Linked DNA regions of Mus musculus: all the other regions are linked to region 4. A link is a contact called in public ChIA-PET, HiChIP or PLAC-seq and promoter capture Hi-C data. All regions are on one chromosome and are shown on one strand. Each heading gives the region's core, a stretch centred on a gene start, on an enhancer-like site or on the middle of the called end of the contact. The rest is flanking DNA. Distances are from core to core; before and after follow the strand shown.

Region 1 (3,865 bases), core at 134-2,633, 300 kb after region 4:
TATGTCCATTTCTGAATCAATCACCACGTCTGTGTCAGCTCACATGCCCATCCTTAGAGCCAGGATGCCATCAGTAGATGAAATCAACTGTTATAAGGCTGTCCTCATAAAGAGCTGACAAAGAGCAGGAAGCATGCCTCCACTGTGTTTCTCCTCATGGGCCAATGGCACTCTCCTTCAGGACTTATGTCTGACATCACAGCTCCTTTGGAGTGTCTAGAAGCTGCTTCATGAGGCTGAGTAGGTTACTGATGCTCAGTGGTGTCTGAAGAGGAAACTCCACAAGGCAGCTCAAGGCTTTCTGAAGTGAGGGTTCTTGCTTTTCCCCCTCACCGAACACGAGTAGCCTTCACATTCATGCCTGCTTTGGCTCCTGCCGACCCTCCCTCCAGGTCCTGCTTATTTTTTTCCCTGGAACTCTAACTCTCTCTCTCTCTCTCTCTCTCTCTCTCTCTCTCTCTCTCTCTCTCTCTCTCAGATAACTCCCATGTAACCTTCCTTAGGGTCACTTTTTCTTCCTCAAAAGTTAGGATAAATTCTTCCTGCTACAGGCTTCCAGGGAGCTCCATCCTTCCCCTCGTTGAACACATCACCCTAATGTGATTATGTCTCATGATCCATCTTCTCTCCTGCTGTACCATTATTGAAGTGAGAATGGAGAAAGTCCTGTTTTGTGACACCACCCAGTTCTCCAACATCCAAACTATCATGCAATTCACTTTGATTCTAATACTAGCCAGAAAGTGAGAGAGTGTGTAGCTCTGCTGAGTTGAAATTCCACAAGTACCCCCTCTTGAACTGACAATCACAAGCCAGGGCATCCATAGTCTCACTGACAGGGTATAAAATCAGAGGTTCCCATCAGCCACTTCTCCTAGAACACCTCACAGGGCTTAGAGAAACTTAACTTCCGTTGTGTGGTTAGCATAGAAGACACTAAGGAGTGACACAAGGAGTGGATGAGTCACACAAGCACAATTCTACAAGGTCTCATCAGGTATGAAAGCTTTGCCCGTGTGGTTAGGGTGCATTTGCCAGTCACTTCCTTGTTGAGATCTCTATAGCTCTCAGTCTTCAGCTCTGACCTTCTCTATGCTGATGGAAGCTTTGGTGGGTGGCACTGAAACTTCCAAGGTCTCTTTAGTCACTAGACCGAATCTTAAGTCTATCTAGGGATCTCACCCCAAGTCACCTCATTAGTATAAACATGATCGAGATGCAAAGGAATGCATTATGAATAATGAACATAGCTATCATAAAATCCTAAGGAAGTCATGAGGAGCTCAGAACAAACGGGACACACTGGTCACTGTAACAGCTGTTTCCCTGTACCTACTACAATGCTTGGCACACAATAGGCATGCAGTATATGTTTTGCCACATGCATGAATGAGCTAACAAATTCATCATTTCCTTCAAGCCCAGGAAGTGTTCATGTGGGTGTGCCATAGCCCAGGCTAAGCCCTCTGTGTGGGTAACTGCAAAGGCTTTGTGCCAGCCCCCATCAGTTTCTCGGGTGGGTTTATGAATGTCTTTAGTGCCCATGATGGTTTGTTAATGGAACCCAGGAGAAGCAGTAGTCCAGGGGACAAAGGTGACAAAGGCTGCCTTATTCCCAGGCCAGCCTAGCAGCTCTTCTTTCTCCTACTGGGAAAAGAGCCATAGACAGGTTTCTAGGAACTGCACTGGCAACCTGAGGGCCACCTGGAAGGCAGCACTAATCGGGTTGGGCAGCCCTTAATAGGAGGAAGACCCACCCCACCCCCATCCTGCTCCCTGCTTCTTTCATCTTCTTCTAAGAAACTGGTTCCTAAGAGTGGAATAATATAATTCCCATTAATGAGTCCTTATCAGTAGTTCAGTAGTTAGGGAATGGTAGGAGATAGACTGTGGCCATACTAATGATTCTATTAATGAGTCTATTCTGCCTCTTTCCCATCTGTTGCCTACATTCAAAAAAGATATTTCTGTTATTATTAAAGGATACACACACACACATACATACACACACACACACACACACACACATCCTTACCCTCACAAGTGAGCAAACAGGATTTGTTTTATTGACAGTAATGCTCAAATACTTACAATCTTGATATAGTTCTATCTAATATATATACATTTTGAATATATTTTCATCCATTTATAGAAATGAAAATAAATGTTCAAAAATCCCCAAATTATAATCTTTCACATTTTCACATGTATATTTTTCTTCTAAGAATTCAAAACTTACCTTTAAAGGTCAATATATGCTATAATCCATGTTTGTGGAATGTTCGAGTGAAAATTATACAAATGAAATTATTTTAGAAAAAAAAAAACTCTAGCATTTCATGTCCATCTAATTGCTAAGTCAAGAAACGTGGCATCGTTATGTTAAGAGTTGCAGGAAAATGTTTTGAGTTAGCATTGCAGAAGTTTCCCAGTTGTCACTTGCATCTATGTAAATTCCGTGTCAATCTGTGACCACCCCAGACCCAACACCAGGAACTGAAACGCGAAGGAGAAGTGAAGCCTCCTCCTCCTCCTCCACGGGACCGACACTGTTGTTTGAGGATCTGCATCTCTGCTACTTAAGAAAGATATGACAAAGCTTGTCACTTCCTGTTTTCTGAGTTCTTTTGCTGTTCAGATCTTCCTTCCACCCCGAGAACCGTGCCTGCCTAAGTGAGCAGTGGCTGAAGTCCCAAGCCCCCCTGGTGTCTCCAGGCCATCCCTTTTGTCTCTAGGTATTACAGGACTTTCCCTGGGGAGATGTGCAAAAATCTCTTTTCTGCAGATACAGCACCAACGAAGCAAACAAACAATTCTATCCAGGGCCAGCTAGATGAATCAGTGAGTTTACTGAGGTAACCTACAGGGACATGGAGAGCTAAGCAGCTGGACCAAAAACCCTCCCTAAGCATGGGAGCCAGTTCAATAGAGCTACATTATGGGAGTCTCATCTCAGTTAACCTTCTATCTCCTACATAATTTAACAGCCCACCCAACAAGGTCCTTAGCAGCTGGAGCAGGATCATGTGCAGCTGGAGGCTGGAAAGCAAGAATGGCTAAAATCTCAGTGAGGGTCTGATGATGCCCCCTTCTCGGAGGGGATGTTATGGAACCAATCTTATAAGGGTTTCATGTGCATGACAGCAATGGCCATGCCAGTCCAGGAGACAGAGTTCTATCACATTAGGACATACAGCATGTCCATATATAGAAATCTAGAGCTCAAAGACATAAGGGGTGCTGGTCACAATAGTAGCTGCCTAGTATCTTGGGCCAGATCCTGAGAAATGGAAGGACCGTGTTCTTTAACATATTCTGTAAGTGGCAGATAGTGCCGATATTTGGTTTTGCACATGACATGGTCTCCATTGCAATTGCTCAACTCTGCTGTAGTGCAGCAACCAAAGGCACTTCCCAAGTCAGTCAGTGCATGCTCTGTGGTGCAATAGAACTGCATTTACCTGTGCAGCTGGATCTGATCCAATTAGCTCTTGGTTGCTATAACTAACAATGGCTCTGGGTAGAGCCTCTCCTTCCCATGCAGACAGTAGCTGGGGCTGCAATCCTTCTAGAGCAAGGTATCTGAAAATGAATGAAACCATTGCGTTCACTGGAGCAACTTTATCCAGTGTTCTGTGGCTGTGATGGGCCCACTGCTCTTCATGACTATGTAAGGATGGGCAACCCTTACTGAATCTCCTCATTCATAGTCCGGCCAGCTTGCTCTGCCACATCCTATAGATGATCGTTGAGAAGCAAAGGACATGGTGATGATGACAACCATCCTTTGCAGATCGCATCACTGTTTTCCATTCAACCCCCAAGAGAATCTGTGAACTGGGCGTCATCGAGCCATTTGTACACT
Region 2 (3,669 bases), core at 134-2,633, 400 kb after region 4:
CAGGGGTCTTCTTGGGCCAATAATGAACAATGCCACCAAGTCAGGGACTACTAAGAGACAAGGCTTTAGAGAAAAGCTCCCTTCTCATAGTTAGGATTCGGACTCTTTCTCCTTGAATCCTTGGTCAGTCCGTATGTACACCTGTCTGTTGGCATGCGCCTGTCTAGCTTTCCAGTACCTCTAATCATATCTCACTTGCAAACAACATTTCATGTGTCTTCATGTCTTCTATTATTTCTCAACATGGATAATATTTTCTCTAACCCCTTATGTGTTTTATAACAAGGAAGAGAACAAGTAATGGTAATAATGATGACCTGACAGGATCTAGACTTAGAAGATAAACTTCTTGGCATGCCTGTGAGAGAGTTTCTGATTGGCTGATTGGGATAGGAGGAACATCCATACATGTGGATGGCATTATTCCACGGTCTGGAGGCCTAGACTGATGAAAAAGAAGAAAACAGCCCAGCAGCAAACTTCATCTCTATGGGGCAATGTGAGCAGCTGTCTCAAGCTCCAGCTGGTAAGATGGACTGCACCCTCAATATCTAAGCCAAAATAAACCCTACTTTTAAAATTGCTGCTGTTGGCTATTTTACTGTAGCAGCGATAAAAGTAATGAATACGGAAAACTCATTCCAGGAAGGCATTGTTACTTGATGAAACTGACCTCTTGTGTATTGGATCTTTAGAACTGGTTTCCAGAAGAGTTTGAAACTTCAGGCTAGAAAAGCCTTAGGATGTTATAAGCAGAGCTAAGTGGATTGTTCTAGTGGGTGTTAGGAAGATTAGAATACCAAGTGAAATGTGTGCAGTGGAGGTCCAGGTAATGCAGTTCCAGAGGCAAACCAACTCTACTGGGAACTGGACTAGAGGCCATTCACATTGTATTCTGGAAAACCATCTGGCTGCATTCTGCTAGTGCCGAGGCTTAATTCAAAGGCAATGGGCTAATTTCATTGGCAGGAGAAATCTCCCTTAGAATAGCATCCAGGCTGTAGCAAGCTCTGATCCAGCTCTTCAGTCAGAGAACAAAAGGGAACAGACATGTGCTATTTGTCATGGAGAAAAAAATTCAGAGTTGTAGAGAAGGCTAGTACTGAGAAAGCAATTAGAATATTATAGAGATTAACACCATTAAAAAGAAACCTGAGACAACAGGAAAGGTGCCCAAGGGAATATCATACCCAACAAAAGCTCTATATTGTATAAGTACAAATTCATTTAAAAGGAGAGCCTGAATTGAGACTATTACTAAAGAAGTTCCCTGGTGAATAACTACCACCTAGGGAAGTGTTCCCCCAGGGTCAGCCTGTGAGGCACACAGAGGCCCATGCAATTGGGTACTGGGAGGCCAGGCTACATCTTGTTGCTGACAACAGAAGTCAGAAACACTGTCCATGTGTTACTGGCTTTACAGTCCTGACAGACACAAGAGTGAGGGAGTCATGGAGTCTTGACTGAGATTCCAGATGGCCTCTGAGCCAAGCTATGTGAGCCTGGATTCCTTGCTAGGATGCCCTGAGAGACTGCAGCATAAAGGCACAAAGCTGCAAATGCAAAGCCAAGTTGCAACAGAGAACTCAGGATATTAGAGACGGCAGGAGCGCGAGGTATCTGCGGCAAGTTGGAGGTATGGCTTCGAGGTGGCTCCAGAGACAGGCTCCGTGTGCTTTAGGCAGCAGAGCTGCAGCAATGGGTGCTGCCCAAGCACGCCAGAATGCAATGACTCCCTCAGGAACTCTAGATGCTCCATGTGCAGCCGCAGACTCCGGTGTTCTCCTACTGGGCTTTGGTCTGACATTGGTCTGACAGTCCCTTGTTATGTCCCAACTCTTCTCTTCTGAATTGTGATTTTTACTCTGTGACCTATTTTTTGGTTGAAAGTATGTAATTTGATTTTTTATTTTACAGAGTTTCAAAGTTAAAGAGATTTTCTGAGTCTCAGAAGAGACTCTGAACTTACACTTTTGAACAGTTTTGGAACTGTTAAAGACAACAAATTGAGGACTTTTGAAGTTGGACCAAATGCATTTTGCATGATAAGATGGCCAGGAGCCTATGGTGAAAAGGGTAGACTTATGATGGTGATACTGTTAACCTGTTAGGATCTAGAATCTCTAAGGGGACAACCTTAAGGGCTCATCTGTGAGTGTGTCTCAAACTTGGGTGAGAGACACGTGGTCACCATGACTTGCACTACTGTATGGATGGGGGACTCAGTCTGAATGAAAGGAGAAAGCAGCAGACTCCATCACTCTGCTTCTGAGTGGGGATGCAATGTGGGCAGCTGTTCAAGCCCCTGCTGCCTGGTTCTGTCATGATGGATCCTGGGGGCCCAGATAAGTTTTCCTTCCTTAAACTGATTTTATCAGGTATTTTGTTGAAGCAACAAGTAACTAATACACAGATAATGTTTCTTTTTTGCTTCTATACTGACATTTTAATCATAATATGAAGAACCATGTACAGTTTCTATCTTTATTCTTGTATGAGCATTTTAAGTCTCAGGAACGTGGGGGCCAGGATGAAAGCTAGGCTCACTCTGTGCTTCCCAACCATCTCTCTGGGTAGGAGACTTCCTAGGATCCGTCCTCATCTCCACTGCAGTCTGGCTAGTCTGGTTTAAAAGCTCTCAAAACTTCTCTTCCAAGTATCGCTAGGCTGGCTCTCCTGAGACAGCAGAGAACCTTCACTGTCCCCCTATACGTTGAAAGCCTTTGAGAATCCATCCTCATTTGTGAAGGAAGAGTGGCTTGTATCTTTGCATCTCAGATTTTTCACATACTCATTTGAAGACTTTAAGCAAAGTGCTTAGGTTCTTAGAACCTCACCTTCCTCAAGCATAGAAGGCAGATAAATATTTTTTTTATTTTAAAGATGAAGATCGTATAAGTGTTTTGCCCAAAGCCTGACACCTAATAAACATACAGAAGATAGTGTAAGTATAAAGGAAAGAGAGAAAAAATGAAAATAAGGCAGGCTGCACTCTAGGAAAAGAGAGGCAAGGCCAATGGTGAGCTCAACTCTCCAACCTGGCTGACAGAGAGCAGGAAGGTCAAGCAACAGCTGGGTATCAACAAGCTGGTGGCAGGACCTTGACTGGCATTTGTTCAGATGGGATGTGTTTGAGAATAAAAGTTCACTACTTGGCTGGCAAATGAGTCAAATTCCAGGGACGGAAAGATGTTTTCTCTGAGCCACTGAGATTGGCTAGTTGGCACATTAGAATAAGCCTTCCAAAGTACGGATGTCTTGGGGAGTAACTGTGAACTGAGGCAAAATGCCTGAAATCACAGGTTCCTTAAATACCATAAGCATCAAACACTAGATACTGTCCAACACCATCCATGACCAAAGATGGGTTATCTCTCTGTGTCTCAGGTCTCTGTTCTTAACAGGGAAAATAAGAGTACTCTCAGTGTTAGTAGAGCAATAACTTCATGTCTCTCAGAATGTGTAGTGTGTGATAAATACTCCAAACTGTAACCTGTAAATGCAATGTGTGGTGTTTGATAGGCAATTCCTTCAGCAGTCTATTTTAGGGAATAAGAATTTCAGTAAAATAATGTATGTGAACAGATGTTGTGCCACAGCTAAGAACAAACTTACAGGTGGCTTGCACTTCTTACAGAGGATGAAGCAATCTGTGGGATGCATTATGCA
Region 3 (3,821 bases), core at 349-2,848, 330 kb after region 4:
AAGGCTTAAAATGACAAATGTGCATTCCTGTCACTGGGGAAGCAAGGTGCCAGGTCTTGCTGGACTACACCTGGCTAAGTCTGGGCACACTGTGAAGGCTGACAAGTGAGTGTTGAACTCCACGGAACCTGACCCAGGTTGGAGGGCAGCCTTGTCTCCCTGCTTCTGTACTTTGGCTGAGGGGTTGGATCTCTGCTGCACAAATGTTCAGGGGAGTTGGAGGGAAGGCTCTCCATCAGGAAGAAAGGCAATAAGCACCTGCATGTCCCAGTGAAGGGCCATGAGGAGGACAGAGGGAAGGCAAGCAGGCTGTTTCCTTAGCCTTGACCAGGCCTAAGCATTCTCTTCAAAGCCCTTTCTTCTAGCTGCTTGCTAGTCTGTGCCAGGGCCTGAAGATTGGAAACTTTATTTTCATGTTGTCCAGCAGCAGACCTAATCTCTGGTCAAGGGCAGGGCAAGGATGAAACATTGTCAACATTCCATCCGGTGCTCAGGCCCTGCAGAGCTGATGAAAAGGACACTGTCCCATTCCCACCCCCTCATCCAGTCATGCTTAGAATGAAGGCAGAACCCACCTTACTGGGGAGAGTGGAGTAGTGGGCAGAGCTTCAGAGCTTCAGAGCCTCAGGGCCAGGTGGCCTGGATCTGAAAGTCAGTCCTTATGCACTTAGATCTGTGTGATGTTGTGAAAATTGCTTAATTGCTCGATGCCTCTGTTTCGTCATCTTGAAAAAGACAGTAGACAGACAGACAGACAGACAGACAGACACACACACACACACACACATCCCTACCCAAAAACTATTGAGAAAAGGAACGAAATTAAAAGAAACTTAGGATGTAACAATCCCAGCATTGGGCAAGCTGTGGAGACTTAAGTGTCCAAGGCCTTTGGCTACAAGGCTAGCTGAAAGCCAGGCTGAGCTATGTGAGACCCTGTATTTTTTTTTTTAAACAGAAACAAAAATGGTTTAGTGTGTAATAGGCGCATACAGCTAGAGTCTACTCACTTAGCACTGTTTAATTCATGAGAACAAGGACTGGAAAGTCACCAGGCTATTCTGGAACTAGGAACTACACCATGCAGTCTACACTCATTAGGATCAAAAAGCCATTGTCTTGAAATCTAATCAGTCAAGTCAAGTTACTAAGCTACAAAGTGTTAAAATGTTTTACTGGGGAGTCTGGGGAATATTTTCATGTTTCTGTCACTATCCTTTCTCCATGTTTGTGTCCTGGGTGTATTCCAGTCCCTGCCAAAGAGCCATATTCAATGACGTTTGACTGTGGTGTAGGTTATGTTTCCTTGGGAGGCAGGAACAAGGAAAACCTAAACAGACCAGACAACAGAAAAGGGGAGAAAACATTCCTGTGGAAGCTTCCGGGGGACTCCAGACGCCCACTTCCTTTTAGGACTGGAGACATGTCCTGTGAAACCTGAGGCATCCCTGCCTGAAGCTCTGCACCTTATGCTTGGAGTCCTGGTGTCCAGCAGTTTAGTCAGCCACGCCCATCTGATCCTTCCTCATCTGTCTCGCCCGCAGGCTCTACACAACCTGTCTTAGGTTCTCCTCCAAGCCCATGGACAGCGGCAGTGTAGGCACAGTAGCAAATCCCACAGGCTGACCAGCAGCAGAAAGTGTCCTGAGCTGAGTCTGCCCAGTACAAGATGTAAGCCAGCTGTTGTTTCAGCTGTCAATCGGCAGACCGTTTGATACACGGTCGAGGGAGCGCAGAGATAGATCAGAAAGACAGGGCAGAAAATAACTGGAGTCAGAGATTAGCAGGCTGCACTGAAGAATCACATTTTCGTCTCTTGTGCTCTGGGTGCCAACTGCCTTTCTGCCCCACCCTGGCTGGTTGCTCCCTGGGGCTGTACCAGTTAGGAGGGTGTGTGGCCTCTGCTTTAGGAAGTCCTTTGTTTATACTGTGCTGACCTCTAGAGGCTTCCAATTAAAAGACATCCCGGAGGACCCACATCACTTTGGCATCTACATCCACTTTGGGGCTGTTTCCCTAGAAAACAAAATGCTAGGTTCTTTTCACACTTCTTCTTTGGCTGCTAATCATAGCTTGCCCATTTTATTTTTATTTTTATTTTTATTTTTTATTTTTAAAACGGCACTGTTTTCCATTCCAAAAAAGGGGCAAGGTGCTTTAGAGACTCGGAGGGGCTTTGTGCCTCTTAGGGTATCAAAAGGAAAAGTATCAGCTGGTTCCAGGAGCATTTCAACCCTGCTTCCAAGCTACCAGACGGCTAATCCTGACAAACAAAGGAATACTTGGTCGACTAACTCAGCAGGACTCTGGGCTAGATACCCAGCCTTGGAGTCTCCAAATACTGGGGTGTGGGTTGTTTTTCCCTCATGTTGTGAATCCACCCATGTGTGCTCAGCAAGCCCTGAGGATATTGAGGTACCCACCACACCTGGCTGACTTCACAATGGAAACAAGAGTGTTTATTACGCTAGGAACCCCGTCCTACCATCTTTGCTGCAGTTTGAATCCTGTGATTTACTATAAAGAGAAGGGGTATTCGGCAAGGCAGGAGGACACCTCCAAGCGTTTGAGCTAATACACAGCTGTGGATCTTCCCTGGAAAGGGGATCCTGGGAAAGCATGGCCGGCGGGTCACCATCACTGCTTTATGGGACCTTGTGGCACTCCCTCCTCTACAGCAGGGCTGTGCAGGTGTTCTACTGATGCTCCTCCCCCAAGGGAAATCAGAAATGAGGTCCCCACGCTTACTCTTACCCATGAGAAATCAAAAGGATGGTGGGAAGCTGGGGGAGGGGGCGGTGGTGAGTAGCGCCATACAGACTGTCAAGGAGGGACCTGTCTAGGCCAGAACCTTCCTCCTGCCAGATGATTTCAGAGATTAAGGGCGGAGAGAGGAGAGATGAGTAAGGCCGAGCCTGTGTGATCAAGTCATAGAAACAGGAATTTTCTCATGATAAAAATCTGTCTCCATGGCCCTTCTGGAGCCAGTTTTTGACCAGAGGACCTTAGAATGTGCACACACAGCTTTCCTCTGGACTTGGAATCTTCGGTCAAGACCAAGGACCTCCAATGACATTAAACACCACAGCCTCAAGCTGGGGCTGCTAAGCCGTTTTCGAGTTTAGAGACCCCCTCACTGGAAGCGAGAGACTGGATCTTTAAATAAAGAATGAGACTTGGCTGTCAGCTTTCAGGGCTCCTTCTGACATGCCTTTGTCTAGTGAATCAAGGCAGCTGAGAGCAAGGTGCCGAGTGCAGGATAGAGATTGTTAATTGTGGCACAAAGCATTCCTCACTAGGTTTGCAGAAAGAAACTCTCCCATATGAAACCAGTACTAGTTTAAAGGGAGGTGACAAATTGCTAAACACTAGCCAGAGAGCATTTAGTTCCCAAACGCGTGAATTACCAATCTTCAATCCCACCTTTGATGTAACGGCTCCCTCCCGCCCCAGTGCCCTGGCTTTTCCTTTATAAATCACACACAGTGTTCTGTAACCCGAATCTGTGAAAAGAGTAAAGACGACAAATAGCACCAGGGCTGGAAGGCTCTTTAATAGCAAGCGTATGGTAATTACATCCTTGGATGTGGTCCTTGCTCTCATGGGAGGGAGGAGGAAGCAGATGGGACAAGGTGCAGAGAGAATTTACACAGTTCCCTCTGAAGCATCTAACAAAGGACACAGTTTTTGGCAACCCATTTCACAGTTTGTCATTTACAAGAGAGCTCTCTGAAAGGAAATACAGACTCAAAGAAAGCACACACATCACACAGGAAAAACTCACTGTCTAAAAATAAAAATAAAAAACAGAAACAAACAAC
Region 4 (3,781 bases), core at 801-3,300:
CCCAGGAATGTATTTTAGGACTCTGAAAAAAAAAAAATCTTTACCAATGCCTGTGCTCATCACAGTGTGTCCTGGTCATTTGGAGCTTCATGAATCATAATATACTTTAAAAAAAAAAAAAAAACCTTCATGATTGCTAATATCACCACTTATCTTATAGAGAAATTCTTGAAGCCCTGTGAATCTGTCAAGCTCAGACTTAAGAGAAACCAGTTTGAATTTTACTTTGGGGCACAACTATTTCTGGTAACACCCCCCTTCAAAATGCACGCCACTGTTAAGAGCGATCCTTTAACACCTCCAAACGACACCTCAGTAAGTCTTCAACTGCCCAGGCTTTACAATGAAAACGTGTGACATGGACTGCACTCCATTTTTCCATACATGTCCAAGAGGAAAACCGTTTAACTAGATGATCTTCAAACTCTTTCCAGTGACACTGGACTCAGTATGACTCAAATTTTCCACGCAACTAATCAGTGTATATGTACTTCTGGAAAAGTAGAAAAGAAAAAAGTCCAAACTAACTTAAATAAATTAATTCAACTATTGGGAAAATATCCCAAAGTTAAAAAAAAAAAAAAACCAAAAACCCTATCAAACAAACACATAAAACCAAAAAAACAAGTCAAAACCAACAACAAAGGACATGAAGGTCACACAAGCTGTACAGGAAGGCTCTCCATGATCAATGCGTCCTGAAGTTAACTACATTCAGTCTTACTACAGAGGAATACTATGTACTGCAGTTCCAGGCTAACGTGGCAGAGGGAGGGGTTTGCAGTGTGTGCTTTTTTTTTTCCCCCAAAATTAGATGTATTGTTCCAAAGGAAGGAGTTAGGTCACAACAAAACAACAAAGGAGTCACACATACATTTATGTGGGGAGTGGAAGGTGGATGGAGACTGAATGTACAGAACATACAATTAAAAAAAGAAAAAATAAAGCCCATAGTGAAAATCAAAATGAAAGCCTATTAACTGAGTCGGGCTCAAACTGGAGCAAAGTGGCAGAATTCCTCGAAGCTGCAGCACCTCAGCTCCAATGAATTATCCTTAAGACAGGATTCCACCCTCCTTAGCTAGACAAACGATTGCATCAGGCGCCAGAGCAGGCGCAACCCGACCGGTGTTTACAGCTAGTAGGTCATGGATGCCGGGCCCTACTGTAAGCTCTGGCTCTCACTGGGTGTGGGTATCATTCCAAATACTTTTCTCCTTTCCCTCTTAAGTCTGATCACCACCACTCAGTGCTACAGTAAAAAAAGGAGATCTGCATTAAATCCCCAGATTCTCCAGCTAAGAAACCTCCCTTCCCTTCCGCAAAATGACATTTTCAGGTGTTCCACCCTAAGAATGGATGACTTCACTGAGTGGCTCGGTCAGTCCATCTACAATTTCCAGCTTGATCCGAAAGCTCGCTGGTTCCAGACACTCTCTTCAGAAGGCAGAAAGATGACAGGAGAGGGATCATGAATTCGCATCAGTATTGGAGGGGGGTGGGGGGTCGACACCTCCCCATAGCCACGTTTCGACCGTGAGCCAGTCCTCAGGCTAAACACTGAAGCAAGGAAGATAAAGAGAAGGGAACGCTTCCCAAAGCATCCCCAAGACTAAAGAAAAGAAGCGCGCAGCATCAGCTTGCCGCTGAGCCGAGCCATCGGGGCGCTCAAAGAGGGAGGCGAAGCCTACGGCTGGATTCGGGGTACGCAGAGAGGGCACGAGGCCCAAGGATCACGGATGCCGACGCAGCGCGGGGACAGGGGAAGGACGGACAGGAGCGGGGTGCGGCGCGCGGCTGCGGGCGAGGGTCGGTACCTGCTGGCGCACGGCTAGCCGCAGTGGGGCCAGCAGCTCCTCCGCGCTGTCCATGCTGCTCCGGGAGGCGGCGGGCTGCGCGGGAGCGCTGAGGAGCCGCTGAGACGCGGACGCTGCGACCACTCGGGGCGGCGACAGGAGCGGCAGCGCGGCGCGGGTGGCTCTGAGCAGCGAGGGGAGCAGACAGGGCATGAGCACGCCGCCTAGGCGGTGCGCAGGGCGGCTACGGAAGCGGCGCGCGGCCCGCCCGGTGCATGATGAAATAGCGCAGCCAGGCCGCAGGCGCGCGCAGCCGCACTTCCCGCAGGCGCGCGCAGCCGCCGCGTCTGCAACCGCAGATTCGGCAGAGAACCCGGAAGGGCACCAACTTGCTCAAAAATGTGTGAAGAGGACGCTCCAGACAAATGCACAGAAGGACATGGCTTCTGAGAGTGCAGTCCTAACCTAGATGCCCGAGCACCTTTAGATCGTGGGCTTCTCTGTTGTCCCAGACGCTCGAATCGCCCCACTGGAACACCCATACTTCTGCTTCTTCCTCAGCCCATTGTTTAGAAGAGTATATAAAGTCACATAAAATCGGAACCTAGAGTTACTATAACTCTAGTGGGTCATGGTGATGCACATCCGTAATCCCAGCACTTGGGAAGACGAGGTAGGAGGATCGTGAGTTCAAGACCAGCCTAAAATACACAGTGAGCCTCTGTCTTTAAGAAACAAACAAACAACAACAGCAAAAACAAAAATATTGCTCAAGACCCAATGTTCCTCGGACTATTTATAGGAATCAGAGTTGCTGTTCTTCTCAGGGCATGCCAGTTAATTTGAAAGACAAGGTGTAGAGGCAAAGGAAAAGTGATTTTACTTGGATAACCACCTCATGGAGCAGTCAGGGGAACTCTAGCCTCAAAGCTCTTGCAGAAGTTATATAGGTTGGATGCTCCCAAACTTGTGGACACCTCACAGCCAGTCAGCCAGATGATGGGCCCAACCGGGAGATACCACCTTCCAGTTTCACAAATATCAAGAAGACCATCATTATCCTTGTGCTATTGTTGTGATTGGTTAGCTGGTTTTTTACACAGTGGACAGTCTAGAGGGCAATGAACCTGGCTCAAGGCCCTCTTTCAGAGAACCCAACTCCATGCAGTGAGAGACCACACGTTCTCAACTCCCAGAAATCTTTGATGCTGTTTTTTAGGGTGAAGAACCAGACACAAGGTAGTTACTAGTTTACCCAGTATCCCCAAGACAAAAGTTAAGCAAGAGGAGGTTTGTGACGCTCTTCATTTGCTTCCAAGTTGCTTTTACTGCCAATTTTAGGGATCACGCGTATTTTTATTAGCTTTACTGGATATAACACCTGGGGTGCTGTGGCAATCTTGGTGTTTTTCAGGAACTTGAAGGTGTAAACCAGTTTAAGTTCCTGGCCCTTTCCTGCAGCCTGCACAGATATCCAAGGGTGACCTTTTGAAATCTGGAGGCTTAAAATTTCACACTCAGAACATGCTATTGCCACCATTGTTTAGAAACATAGATCCAGTGAAGGGGTCCTGACAAAGATCGCTGATGCGTCCTTAGTCTTCACCTATAGTCACTTTTCTGACACCTCAGGCCACCCTGCTTCTTTATCTACAAATAACTCCAAACCCCAGTCTCCAGGAGTCAGGTCCGAAATTCGTTCTCATGGCTACATGCTTGGCAGTCTCATGCATATTTTCCCAGTGACTGGCATGATATGGGCCTGTTTGAGCAAGCCAGGAACAAGTCCAGACAGACCTTTACCCATGGTTTAGCAGCTTGCAGTGTGGGGAACCCATGGACTAATCCAGGCACAGACCAGACCCCTTGTCCCAGGGAATTGGCCCATTGCTGCTGACCTGCAAATTTCCCTTAGCAATGGAGAATGCTTCCTAGGCTTGGGAGACGGTTTACTCAGTGAGTAAATTTGGTGTAAGTAGCTGGGT
Region 5 (3,906 bases), core at 1,208-3,707, 470 kb after region 4:
TGTCAGTTTCTGCTTTTAAAATCTCTACTGGTGTTAAGTTTAATAGATAGATGATTTTGGAGAAATTTTCCATCAAGTTGAGTTCCTAATTTATGACAATGTTTCTTCATTTATTTGTTACCCTCAGATTTATACTGGGGAAGAGAAGTCATATGCAGGACCAGTTATGATGTCGTTAGGATTGTATATTTTGCATGTTCCCAAATAATTTTATTTTAATCGTACTGGTTATCAATAAAAAAAAAATAGAAGTGCACCTATAGTGTTTTCTCTGAGGAGAGGGAGGGGTTATGTGCGTCCCTCGTGACAGTATGTGAAGGTCAGAGTCACCACTGTACTCCTACTTTCCCTTTTTTGATTCTGGAAAAGAAAACAAAAACAAAAACAAAAACAAAACAGAACAACCCTGTGCCTCCTTCAGTGGAGTAAAGCAGACATACAGCGCACTGGTCTTTACCAGCTCCGAGCATGCCAGACAGACTGTAATTGACGATGTAACAATTGTATGTCATTTAAAAGATTTTTTTCCTTGTGGGCTAGCTCACAGAGGCCTTGTAATTTACACACAGCTAGACTCCACATGGCTGATAGAGGCCAGTGATTAAAGCCCTAACTGATAATTCTAGATTTTTTTTTTAAATCTGTTGGACTGTTCTGTTCCCTTATTTCTCTTTGTGTGACTTGAATGGAAGCAGAGTCTGTCCTGTACAAAGCCAAGAATAAAAATGTCTTATTGGTGCTTAATAAGTGCTACACCACGGTGGAATAAGCTTGTGTGGAGACCCGGGAGATAACAGAGACTTCAGAACAGCGGCTGTCAAACATCAATGCACAAGGGAAACCTGAAAATCTGGCAGAACTCAAGTTTCCTGGTCCCAGCTCTGGAGACTGACGTCAGAAGTTACCAGGGAGGCCCCAGGTCAAGCTCTTTAGGAGTTTTGAAAGTTATTAGCCACATGCATTAGGCTACACAGTTTATTGTTTGCAGTAAATAAACAAAGCACCTTTGTGTTCTAAGTCTGTGAACCAATGGTCTTTTCTGTAGAATCTATTGATGGTTCCTGCCACATTCCCTCATCCTTCTCCCACTGTCTGCTTCCTCACCTGACAAGCTACAAGCACACACTGATTTAAGAGGACATGGGAAAGTCTCCTTACCTGGTGGCCAGTCATCAGCTCTCTTCCCTTTGGAATCTCCTGTTACAGTTTCTTATGGATCTTTCCAAAAGTAGTCTAAGCATTTGCAAAAGGAAGTGTATATATTTTCACACACACACACGCGCACACACACACACACACACACACACACACACACACACTGTTCTGCACCTAACCTATCCCCACTTTAGCCTTTTACTTGGTATAAGTTGGAAGTCTTGAATTAGTACACAGACAATGATCTCATCTTTAAATCTTTAAAATATGCTGGATGGAATTCCATGGTATTTATAGGCTGAATTTCATTCAATCTTTTAGTTTTTGAGACAAGGTGTTACTATGTAGCCTTGTCAGCCTCCCTAATTGTGTGTACCACCACTGTGAGGTTTGGTTCTAGTCGTTGCTGACACAAATAATATGGCCCCCCCAGAATCCTCCTGCTCATTTCACACCCGTGTCCTTTCTTCTATAAGATGAATTCCAAAAGTCCAAAAGTGGAATCAGGTGAAAGGCTACATATGTTCTTATCTTGAGAGATATTGTCATACACACACACACACACACACACACACACACACACACACACACAAACACACACACCATAGAGACTATAAAACTTTGATTTGTGTTCATCTGATAACTGGAAAATACATGTGAATCTGCTGCTGCCCGCTGCTGCTACTCTCTTCCCAGTGGACTCTTACAGCCTTTTCTTATCGAGGTAGATCGGGTCTCAGCCCCTGAGGCGTTGTTATCAAAAGCCTTGAGGTGGGCATCACCTCTTTCCCTGTCAAAAGTTTATTAACCCTGGTGTGGAATCTTGCCTTTGTTACTTGCTGCATGACCTTGGTCCACAGAGTGTGAATATGCTGCATCGTCTGGTTTATGAGCACGATCACAATCGGTTAACATTAGGGAAGGACTTTGACACATTGAATCAACCAAATGAAGAATGCATATCTCTGCAGGGAATTCTCGCCAGGCACCAAGGCTCAGACTAGCAACCACACAGTAAAATGTTGCCAGGAGAAAGCAGGACCTGGCTCCTTAAAGCTCTGGTTCCTCCCTTCGAGAGAGTTTCAACCAAGAAATAAAAATCTAGAAAGAAAGGAACCACTTTCTGTTGAGTCCCGCCCCCTCTGCTGTTCTTGGGGGCTCCTGGTGCCCTCCCCTCCCAGGCGGGGCGGGCTCTGAGGCCTCAGCTGTCAAACACAACGAGTCCTGGGGCCCAGAGCACCGGGAGGCGGAGGGTGGGTCTGCGGTCGCGTGACCAAACCAGCTGTTAGCCGGGGGCTGGAGAGCCTGGAGTCTGGGAAACCGGAGCGCCGGCGGTCTTCTGCGCTACGGATGCAGAGGCTGTAACCTAGCCGCCGCAGCGCCCCCAACTCCGCAGTCGCAGCATCAGCACCGTTGGACCCGGCTGGAGCCGGCTGCTTGGCAGGTGAGCCTCAGGCTACGCGGGGAGCGCCGGGGCGCTGGCAGCTGCTCTTCCGCTGGGAGGTCACCACATTTCCCATTACAATTCTAACGCCTCGCGAGTGTGGACCAGGGAAGGGGAGATCGGAGGTTAGGTGGCCTCGGTCTGGCCCGACTTGAGATCAGGGACTTCGGGACGAAGCTACTGCAGCCTGGTCAGAATCTGCTCCTGCTCTCCATCCCGCATCCTTCCCGCACCTCCCTTTCAGTTTATAACCGGGTGCTGCTTTTTCTGGGCGCCGAGTTGCAAGGGCGCGGGAAGTGTCTCTGAGCTTCCCCGGGCCCCTGAGCTTCCCCTGGCGGCTCCTGCGGCTCCGTCTTGCGGCTAGCAGAGAGAGCCTGGCTCCTTCCCGAGTAATGCATCCGTGGCGCCTGACTAGGCCGCTACCCTTGGTCGCCGGGCGGAGTCCCGGTATCTGTGGTTATCCCCAAGGGCCAGTGAGCTGGCACCAGACATTGCTTCGCTCCAGGCCTCACCCCTGCACACTGGAATCCGGGTGGGGTCATGGCAGGTGTCTCGACCCTTGCTATCACTCCACCTCAGTTTACCCCTATCGTCTTGCTTTTTGTTTTTTGTCCAGGCAGAATTGCTAAATAATTGCTAATTATTTAGCGACCACAGTGAGGTCTGCAGGAGGATGAAAGGAGCGCCTGAATTTTAGAAAATCGGTTGGAATTTAGGAATAAAAATGTGATCACACCCATTTGCGTTTAAGGCAACTTACTATTTTCTGTCTCCCAAGTTGACCTGGTAGGGTTCTGTTAAATAGAGGTGTATTTCTGTGTAATTGTAGCTTGTTAAGTGCTTCTTCCTGGTTTTGTGTGTGTGTGTGTGTGTGTGTGTGTGTGTGTGTGTGTGTTTACTGTGCTTCACGCCTGCCTAAATCCTCATCACTTGCTGAGTAAACCTATGCTAATTCAAAATGGCAGCATGAAAAATCAGGCCAGGCGGAACCCTAGCAGACCACAGCCAACTGCAGCTGCCCCGGGCTTGAGCTGCTGAGAGAAACAGCAGGAGGAAAAGGCTCTGCTGTGTATAGGCAGGGAGTGTACTTGGAGCTGGTTAAAGCTGAGTGAAGTTGCAGTGCCTTGGGGAGCAAGTGGGAAGTTTAGGGAGCTACAGCTGGTTTCCCTAACTTGTCAAAAGCCTAACTGAAACTCTAATTTGGTCTGATTTTCTTTAGACCCATTTAAAGTCAACTGTGCAGAATACAACTGTGCACAGCTTACATACTTTTGTACCTTACGAGTGGCTTTATAAAGGATGGGCGT
Region 6 (3,968 bases), core at 567-3,066, 360 kb after region 4:
CTAAGTACTGCTATATTCCTTTAGAGCCAACTACCTGTGCTTAGAGGCACAGTGCCATCCGTCAGATAGATACCTCTGACCAAGGAGAGACCAAGCCTTCATCAGTGTTTGTAACTATTTAAACAATCTTAAAGTTTGTAAACTGAAAGATGCTATATAATAGTCTTACTGTTAACAAAATTTCCAAATAGCAGAGATGCTACTTAATTCAAATTCCTTCAATGCTTAACAGATTTTACACACACTACACAAGTGTTCTAACTAAGCTACATTCTTAGTTCCAGGTAAGAGTTTATACAAAGATAGGGGGGAACACTAGGTCTCTGAACTTTAAATTTGCAGGACACTTGCTGTGCATCAAACTGCTAGGTCTACTTCAAAGATTGCCAGAGAACTGGTATTAGGAAGCTAATTTTGTGGGTAGGCAACTCAAGGGAAGACAAGTGAACAGAACCTAAATCTAGCTGCCACCCAAAACCAGGATCATATTTTATTGGGCAGATGTGCACCTGTCCTGTCCGGGTCTCAGGGATCCTAGGTTGAACTTCCCATGGATGGATGAGGTGTACGGACCCAGCGGGGTGGGGGGATATGTCCAGCTTTGTCATTTCACCTGATGAGCCAAGCGGTCGATGCACCATGCACCACCCCATCTTCCTCTGCTGCAGCAGCGCCTCCAGCCTCAGGCCATCGACCACACGATTACCCTCATCCCCAGCTGCCTCCATCTTACATTTGGGGACTATTATTTACAGTGCTTACAAACACTCCACGAAGCGCCATCCCTGCCCTGCCTACACACCTCCCATCACAACCGCGTGCTCTCAGTATCTCCTTCCTAAACTGTCAGCACCAGAATACCTAGTGGGAGGGATGCTGGCCAAAGGTATGGTCGCTGTAGTTCCTGGTTCTGGTCCCTCTGGACCTGGGTGTGTGGGGTTTTCCTCTGGAAAAGCCGAAAGGCCTCGGCGAGGACACAGTAGCCTCATGGCAGGCTAGAACCCGAATGGGCTACAAACACTTGCTGGCAGCTCATTGAGGAGCTAGGGAAGCAGGAGACCCGGGATAGGCGTGCCCCCGCGAACGCGCGCGTGTGCACGCGCGTGCATTTTTAAGCTCCAGGGCGTAATTCCGCAAAGAGGGTCCAAAAGATCTATCACTGCGGGTGTGGACAGAGGCTTTGTGTCCGTTTGAGAGACTCGCAGGCTGGAGAGGGGGCCCTGTTGGGAGGAGCGGCTGCAGAGTTGTGTCTGAGACCCCGAGGGGGACTGACACCTCTCGGGGACCCGACCTCGGATCCTGCCGCAGGGACTATGAGCCCCGCCCGGTGGGTGCCCCATAGAGGCTCCCATGGGATGCTCTTAGCCACGCGCCCGGTGCGCGATGGTCCGGTAGGTTGCCACACCTCCGCTCCCTGGCACCCTGGCACCCTGCCACCGCTATCCGCCCCACCCGGCCCCCCTGGAGGAGCTTGGGCAAAGCGGAGCGCGCCCGTCCCGTGCACTCACAAAGCTGTCGCCGCAGCCGTTGTCCGGACACAGTACGTAGAAGGAGACGCCCGGGTCGGCGTAGAAGTCCATCCTGCGCTCCGTCTCCTCGGCGGCGATGAGCTCAAAGGGCGTGCTGGAACACCACTTCTCCGCGACATCTGCCAGCTGCTGGAAGTCCATGGCGGCGCCGCCCGCGCCTCCTCCGGGGCTCACGGCTCCCGGGTCTGTTTACACCGCCCGCTCCGCCTCCGCCCCGCCCCCACCCCCACCGCCCGCCTTGAAAGGAACCCAAGCACCCCGGGGCCCCGCCAGTCCGGGGCCGCCCCGGCTCGTGACGTCACGAACTCTGGCCAATCCCCGGAGCCCTACTCGGCGCCGCCCGGAGCCCGGTGACGTCAGGGTGGGCGGGGCGCCCGTCTCTGCAGGTGGCGGCGGGGTGGGGCGGGGCTGGCTCCGGACCCCTGGTTTGGAGCCAGTTTGGAAGGCTTTCTCTGGAATCCGCTATAAACGCGAGGGACGCACCCAGAAGTACAGATTGCTTGGTCCTTGCCAGGGCTGATTGTAGAGGTGCTGCGAGCACCCGGGGAAACAGCTTTGCTTTCTACAGAAGCCAAAATTCGGTCCTCCCAGGAACCCAGAGTGTGTTTTCTAGACTGATTTGGAAGGAAGTGTACACGCACATCAAGCTGCGTGCTTCTTACAAATACCTTCACTGATTTGGCTTGAATTTATATTATATGACTTAAAATGGCCAACTGTTGTTTTGTTTGTTGGGTTTGAGGTTTTGTTTTGTATTTTGAGTTGCTGGAAAATTGAACCCAGAGTCGTGCTTTTCAGGCATGTTACCACCGAGCCACACCCCAACCCTGCTTGGAAAGCAAGGAGCCTGCCCGTTGACTACACCTGTTGAATGCTCTGGCTGCTGCGTGCCCAGCAGACACACTGGTTTACAGGGAGTAGAAGAGTCCTCGTCTGAACACTTGGCTTCCGGAAGGGACACATTAAATAGCATTCATTCTATAAACATTTATTCGTGGTTATTTTTAAACTGCGCCTTCTGAACCAGGAGCCTTGCTAGCTGGGGTGTAAACATGAATGAGCTGGGGTCTAAACGCCTCAGTAAGCTGGCAGTCTAGCCAAGGGGAGCCCAGCTAGTGCACCTGTTATTACAGGCAGAAGACGTTATTCCACAGTCATCTGTTTTGATCATTTCTGTGGCAGAATTTCCTTACGTTTATTTGCTTGTCTTTGCATTTGTCTTTAGACTGTGGGAGTGATTCTTCCTCTACTCCCTGACTTCTGAGGCTAAGAGAACCCACTTGACAGTGTGACTGGGATATGTCCTGGGAACCCCAGTTTCCACATCTGTGAAAATGGGTATATATTCATGACCTTATAGTTAGGGTTTGAGAAAGTGTGTGTGTGTGTGTGTGTGTGTGTGTGTGTGTGTGTGTGTGTGTGTGAAAGGAATAGAAATCCAGTGGGTTTTTCTACAATTTACTCATTTTTATCTGTATGAGTGTTTTTGCATAAATGTATTGGTGTGTACCATGTATGTGTCTGGTGTCCAGAGACCAGAAGAGGGTATTGGATAGCCTGGGACTGGAGTTACAGGCCTTTGTGAGCCACCATGTGTGTATCATCAAATCTAGGTTCTTAGGGAGAACAGCTAGATGCCTTAACTAATGAGCCATCTCTCTAGCCCTGGGTTTTTTAAATGTAGGAAATTTGATTATATGCCTAGGCTTATAGCAGTACTCATTGGTGTCCGATGTGTGAAGCAGTATTGATTAGCTTGACATTCTGTTAAACCAAGCATGAATGTTAAATTTTGGATGGCTGCTGATTTGACATGGCATTTATGTAATATGTGTAGAAATGTGCACAAGCTCGAGACTGTCTAACACCCAGAATGGATGCTGAAATTCAGTGGTGCATTAATTACACTCATCTCTCATGATCTACATTTTGACTGAAATAATGGAACAAGAGAGAGGGGTTATCTTTGTTATACAGGAGCAGAGTCTGGAGGAGGGCCAGCCAGAACACATCTGGCGAGGGGTTGATCACGAGGCTCCTCTGTGAGGGCCTTCATATAGCTTGACAGATAAGTTGAGGCAAACTCCTCTCTGCTGCCTCACTAGAGACACACATTAGAACAGAGGCTGCGTAACAAAGGACCAGGAAACTTGGTGGGATAAACTTCGGGCACAGTTTTGTAGGCTTAGAGTCTTAAAACTTACACTTAATAAGCATTGTCAACCACTTCAACACCCCTTCTAGCCCACTGTCTGAAGGGAGGGGAGAAAAGATGGTACATAGACAAGGGGATGTGGACCTGTTTAGAAGCAGTTCTTTGAGGGTGATTCCAGTCTCCGTTTGTCAGGATGCCAGCAGTCCTGTTCTGTAGAGTCAGGATAGCAATCAGGAATCAGCAGCGGCGGCATGATCCAGCAGAAGCAGCCAGGTCTCCGAGAC
Region 7 (3,717 bases), core at 147-2,646, 410 kb before region 4:
GGACATACAGCCTGAAGTAAAGAAAAGTAGTCACAGCAGCCCTGAAATGGACTGAGGAATTAGCCAGACCCCCTCTCATGCCAAGGTGGTCCAGAAGGCTCTGGGTTCCTAGAACTGAAGCTCCACTCCCTAGCAGCGAGGGAAATGCCATCGCCATCCCCTTCCTGCGTGTTTGCTCCTGAAGATCTAGTTCCACGAACTGGTGCCTGGTCCCTTGCTCTTGCTGACAATATGATCCTGCTCCCAGTAGTCAGCTAGCTACTGCAGAGCCTGGGCCTTTAAAACAAACATCAGGGGTCTCGGAGGGGCCCACTACAGCAACCCCACTCCCACAGCGATTTTCCCCCACAGGCCCTGCAGGGCGTTTCCTTGTTAGACCACCAACCCCCAAGCGTCTCTTGGTCAACCTCTCCCCGAGCCCCGGGGAAAGACTATCCTTAGGATAGTCCTATAGCCGTAGGGCTATCCTTTTAAAAACAATGCTAAAGCTTATCTCTATTGGGGGCACAAACTAAATTGATCCCTATCTTATCTCCGCAGCTCATCCCTCAAACGCCCTGCAGACTGTAGAACCGAGTTCCCAAGAGACCCTCCAGCATTTCTTTCCAAATCCACGTAGGCGCTTTGGTCCGACCTGGAGACAGGGAGATCGAGCTCTGGGGGATCTCTGGCCGTAGTGTCATTCGTGCCCCTGAATGCCTCTTTCTGGCACCAGAAAAGGCTGAGACAGCTAGGCCGATACTCACTGAATGGTCTACAATAATGTGCTCCAAGCCACGGTCCGACACTTGGATGGAGCAGAGAGAAGCGTAGGCAGCCCGCGGCGGCGGGAGAGGATGGGCTCCGACTCTGTGCCCCGCGTTGGCCCTCGCTGGCTTTGGGTTTGGCAGAGCACGCGGCTCCTGGAGACCTCTGGGCTGAAGGAGGGGTCCAAGGGCCCCGCTGGAAAAGGGTCTGGCGCTGGGCGAGTGCGGAGCAGAAGGACAGGCCAGGAGTGGTCCTTACCTGATGGCCTCGGGGCTGGTCGGGACTGCTGGGCGCAGGGGCTGAAGGTGCAGGAGGACGCGCAACCCGCGAATCCGCGCCCAGAGCCGCACTGGCTGGAGCGTGTGCGCCGCGGAGCGCGCGCCGAGCCTGGTCTCTCGGTGCGTGTGGCCGCGAGCAGCCAAGTCTGTGTGTCCCTGCGCCGCGGTGTGTGCGTACTGCACAAGGGACCGCGCTGCTCCAAAGTCGCAGCCAGTCGCAGTCGGGAATCGGAGCGAGGCGTCCCTCGTCTCCTTTAGCCCACCCTGTGCCACTCGACCGGCTCTGTCCTGCGGGAGAGGCGCCGCCTCTGCTGCGCAGCCAGGCCCGGGGCCGAGGGAGGCGATAGACCACCGCCTCCCCGGCAGACCTCGCAGGCGGGGGGTGGGGTGCAGGCCAATGAGAGCCCGGGGGGCGGGGTTAGGCCGGGGGCAGAGATGGGGAGCTGGATGAGGACCACCGCGCTGACACAAGCCAGAGCTGCAGCAGGGACCCAGGGCGCGGAGGCGGAGGTAACAGCCCCCCTTTCCCAGTTCTGTCGCAGAGCTTCCGGGCTGAGTTGTGCCTTCCTCAGGGCTCACCACCTTTCTGTCCAACAGCAAAACATCCACTAGAGAAAGCCCTCTCCCTCTCTTCTCTGTGTTCCAAGCCTCCTCTGGCAACCTGCCACCTGAGCAAGTCCCTGGCCCTCTTTGGGCCCTCCTCTGCTCACAGTCAGGGGTCTAGAAGGGATGAATTGCAGGTGCCTATCTAGATGTCCTCGAATGTGACACCCCAGAGAACACCTCTATAGCCAGAAAAGGAGTAGAGGTGCTTACGGGAAGTCTGTTAAAAATAAATGAGACTGCCCTGCCAGCTCTGGGAGTTTGGGTGTGCGGCCTGATGTTTCTGAGCCTCCACTTCTTCACCTGCACCACATCGTTTCTATTTCTGGGCTCATGAGAAGAACAACATTGTGTAGGAACAGTCTGTGTGCCAGTAGCAAACTTGTACTAGGCTCATATATTCACTGATGCTAAACAAATTACTATTGTTGTTGGTGATATGGTGTACTCACCCTTCTTCTGGTACAATTTGATAAGCAGGAGCTTAATGAGCAGAACTCAGTCAAATAAGGTCACAGTGCCAATATCCTGCCACCTCCAGTTTGGCATAACTGTGTCCAGTCACAGCATCCTGAGTTCTTTGTATCCCCATCACTTAGTCTCAACTGGCTTCTGTCATTGCCTGTTCAGGCAAGTTCTGAGCCACCCTTGATGTGTGTCCTTCTGAAGAACCTTCAAGGAAGAAGAGGGAAGGAGAAAGAACTTGAGCCTTTTGTTAGCAAGGTCAGTCTAGCTGAAAACAAAAGGACAAGGAGATGGAGAAGACCCATGAATGGGAGCCACACAGAACCCTAACTGGTAAGACCTACATGATCATTTTACATCCGACTTCACAATGAAAACAGAAAGGCTAAGAATAGGAAGCAACCTGATGCTCCAGAAAGATGTATGGAGTGTCCTATATACAGACAGCAAGTTTATGATTCCCCACTTAGTCCAGGAAGCACTGGTCACCTCGTAGACAGCTGGCACTCGCTTGTGTTCTTTCAGGCCATGTTCCAAAGGAAGAGCAGTGGAGAATATGTCTTCTCTCTTAAGAGTGGTCAGGACCCCCTCTAGGGAGAGTACAGCTAGACGCTGGGCAGAAGTCAGCAGTCAATCAGGAGCAGCTCTAGAACGCACTGCATCTCTCTCTGGTCTGTTTTCCCAAACTGGAGGTCAGCTTCTCTACTTGGCCTCCAGCCTTGATGTAGGACGGATCAAATGAGATGTCACCTGTGAAAGTACTCTGCAAACTGCGAGACATTCAAGGGGAGGCAGGGCTGTTGATAGCCTCCACATAGGAAGTGGAACATGAAACATGGGACATTGGCACTAGGGGCTGCCAGGGAGGGGGAGATGCAATCACTTACCCACAGTAGATCAGATCACTCCACTACGGGAATCCTGACGCTTTGAGTTTGTGCATCCAGTTCCTGGCTCATTACATACTGCTGGTTCTTCATGTCTGTGTCTGGGAACCAGAGCCCTGCTTTCTGTTGTGTGTTAGCAGGTGCACATCATGGAATATGAGAAAGACAGTCATGGTGGGTGTCTTCCTCTATCCAGGCAACCAGCTGTGCAGAAAGAAATGAGACATTCATGTAAACCCACATGTCTTCCCTTTGCTTCACAGCCTATGGCCTGAAGGTGAGTCCCTGGCAGACTCCAGGTAGAGGACAGTCAGACTTACTACTTGTACCCAACCTAAGAGCCAGGTATGCCTGAAGTCATCCAAGAGCGATGCTTTTTCCTAGTTGATTCACCTCACAGGAGCACAAAGATGACTTACCAGACCCCAGCAGATGAATGTGTTGTGAGTTATGCCCTCCATCATTCTGTAGGCCCAGCATGGGCTTCTTTGTCATGTGCCTGACTCGGGGATTTGTCTCTGGCTCTCCTAACAAATGTGTTCCTATGAATAAGAACTACACCAATTCTGGTGCCCCAAACCAAGAACAGAGCCAAGATTTCCCATTATCTCTATGGTCACTCACCCAAAAAGCCAACTTCAAATTCTAACCTTGACTCTCCATGCTTCGCAGCTTACCGTCCCCACCCTCGCTGCCTGGCTCTGGAAAGCATTGGGGTAGGAACGAAAGGTTCCCAG

Evidence for each region. Promoter capture Hi-C pulls out the DNA fragments that hold promoters and counts their contacts. ChIA-PET counts read pairs in DNA pulled down with a chosen protein or histone mark. HiChIP or PLAC-seq counts read pairs in DNA pulled down with a chosen protein or histone mark.
Region 1: a contact with region 4 is called in an RNA polymerase II ChIA-PET map of effector CD8 T cells, with 58 read pairs. The contact joins the enhancer-like site here to the promoter of Gars in region 4. A contact is called at or near these places in 1 of 39 promoter capture datasets (cranial neural crest), 12 of 115 datasets of contacts at active chromatin or transcription factors (the 230-238 cell line, the SCID.adh cell line, bone marrow-derived macrophages and 7 more) and 3 of 9 other capture datasets (adipose tissue, liver and macrophages).
Region 2: an H3K27ac HiChIP or PLAC-seq map of VIP interneurons shows a contact between it and region 4, with 5 times the contacts expected there. The contact joins the enhancer-like site here to the promoter of Gars in region 4. A contact is called at or near these places in 10 of 39 promoter capture datasets (the C10 cell line, cranial neural crest, embryonic stem cells and 7 more), 9 of 115 datasets of contacts at active chromatin or transcription factors (the SCID.adh cell line, T-cell acute lymphoblastic leukemia, VIP interneurons and 5 more) and 2 of 9 other capture datasets (adipose tissue and liver).
Region 3: a contact with region 4 is called in an H3K27ac HiChIP or PLAC-seq map of T-cell acute lymphoblastic leukemia, with 4 times the contacts expected there. The contact joins the enhancer-like site here to the promoter of Gars in region 4. A contact is called at or near these places in 1 of 39 promoter capture datasets (embryonic stem cells), 12 of 484 Hi-C or Micro-C datasets (CD4 T cells, Sertoli cells, Th1 cells and 6 more), 32 of 115 datasets of contacts at active chromatin or transcription factors (the 230-238 cell line, the SCID.adh cell line, T-cell acute lymphoblastic leukemia and 22 more) and 3 of 9 other capture datasets (adipose tissue, embryonic stem cells and liver).
Region 5: a contact with region 4 is called in a promoter capture Hi-C map of hematopoietic stem and progenitor cells. The contact joins the promoter of Scrn1 here to the promoter of Gars in region 4. A contact is called at or near these places in 13 of 39 promoter capture datasets (the HPC-7 cell line, cranial neural crest, embryonic stem cells and 8 more) and 8 of 115 datasets of contacts at active chromatin or transcription factors (the SCID.adh cell line, astrocytes, bone marrow-derived macrophages and 4 more).
Region 6: a promoter capture Hi-C map of pre-B cells shows a contact between it and region 4, with 8 times the contacts expected there. The contact joins the promoter of Mturn here to the promoter of Gars in region 4. A contact is called at or near these places in 19 of 39 promoter capture datasets (the 3T3-L1 cell line, 3T3-L1-derived adipocytes, the HPC-7 cell line and 12 more), 11 of 484 Hi-C or Micro-C datasets (CD4 T cells, CD8 T cells, Th1 cells and 7 more), 28 of 115 datasets of contacts at active chromatin or transcription factors (the SCID.adh cell line, T-cell acute lymphoblastic leukemia, Th17 cells and 21 more) and 4 of 9 other capture datasets (adipose tissue, embryonic stem cells, liver and 1 more).
Region 7: a contact with region 4 is called in a promoter capture Hi-C map of hippocampal neurons, with 3 times the contacts expected there. The contact joins the promoter of Adcyap1r1 here to the promoter of Gars in region 4. A contact is called at or near these places in 5 of 39 promoter capture datasets (the 3T3-L1 cell line, hematopoietic stem and progenitor cells, hippocampal neurons and 2 more).

What each region holds. Positions count from the first base shown.
Region 1 is chr6:54,734,994-54,738,858 of GRCm38.p6, reverse strand. No RefSeq gene overlaps it. Among named protein-coding and RNA genes, the nearest start is that of Mturn, 55 kb to the right of the region's middle. Within about 2 kb of position 1,383, at least 94 of the 459 cell types and tissues checked have an H3K27ac peak or open chromatin away from gene starts, as enhancers often do. A contact at or near this core is called in the 230-238 cell line, the SCID.adh cell line, adipose tissue and 3 more, where this site is marked.
Region 2 is chr6:54,636,880-54,640,548 of GRCm38.p6, reverse strand. The region is part of intron 13 of Plekha8 (pleckstrin homology domain containing, family A (phosphoinositide binding specific) member 8); the gene reads right to left. Among named protein-coding and RNA genes, the nearest start is that of Gm34249, 19 kb to the left of the region's middle. Within about 2 kb of position 1,383, at least 6 of the 459 cell types and tissues checked have an H3K27ac peak or open chromatin away from gene starts, as enhancers often do. A contact at or near this core is called in VIP interneurons, where this site is marked.
Region 3 is chr6:54,703,563-54,707,383 of GRCm38.p6, reverse strand. Mturn (maturin, neural progenitor differentiation regulator homolog (Xenopus)) reads right to left here. Exons shown (of 3, transcript NM_001289740.1): 3 at 3,529-3,821. Among named protein-coding and RNA genes, the nearest start is that of Mturn, 24 kb to the right of the region's middle. Within about 2 kb of position 1,598, at least 86 of the 459 cell types and tissues checked have an H3K27ac peak or open chromatin away from gene starts, as enhancers often do. A contact at or near this core is called in the SCID.adh cell line, Sertoli cells, T-cell acute lymphoblastic leukemia and 7 more, where this site is marked.
Region 4 is chr6:55,036,270-55,040,050 of GRCm38.p6, reverse strand. Gars (glycyl-tRNA synthetase) reads right to left here and starts at 2,050. Exons shown (of 17, transcript NM_180678.3): 1 at 1,818-2,050. The coding sequence starts at 2,009.
Region 5 is chr6:54,564,933-54,568,838 of GRCm38.p6, reverse strand. Scrn1 (secernin 1) reads left to right here and starts at 2,457. Exons shown (of 8, transcript NM_027268.2): 1 at 2,457-2,599.
Region 6 is chr6:54,679,472-54,683,439 of GRCm38.p6, reverse strand. Mturn (maturin, neural progenitor differentiation regulator homolog (Xenopus)) reads right to left here and starts at 1,816. Exons shown (of 3, transcript NM_001289740.1): 1 at 1,509-1,816. The coding sequence starts at 1,670.
Region 7 is chr6:55,449,657-55,453,373 of GRCm38.p6, reverse strand. Adcyap1r1 (adenylate cyclase activating polypeptide 1 receptor 1) reads right to left here and starts at 1,396. Exons shown (of 17, transcript NM_007407.4): 1 at 1,006-1,396.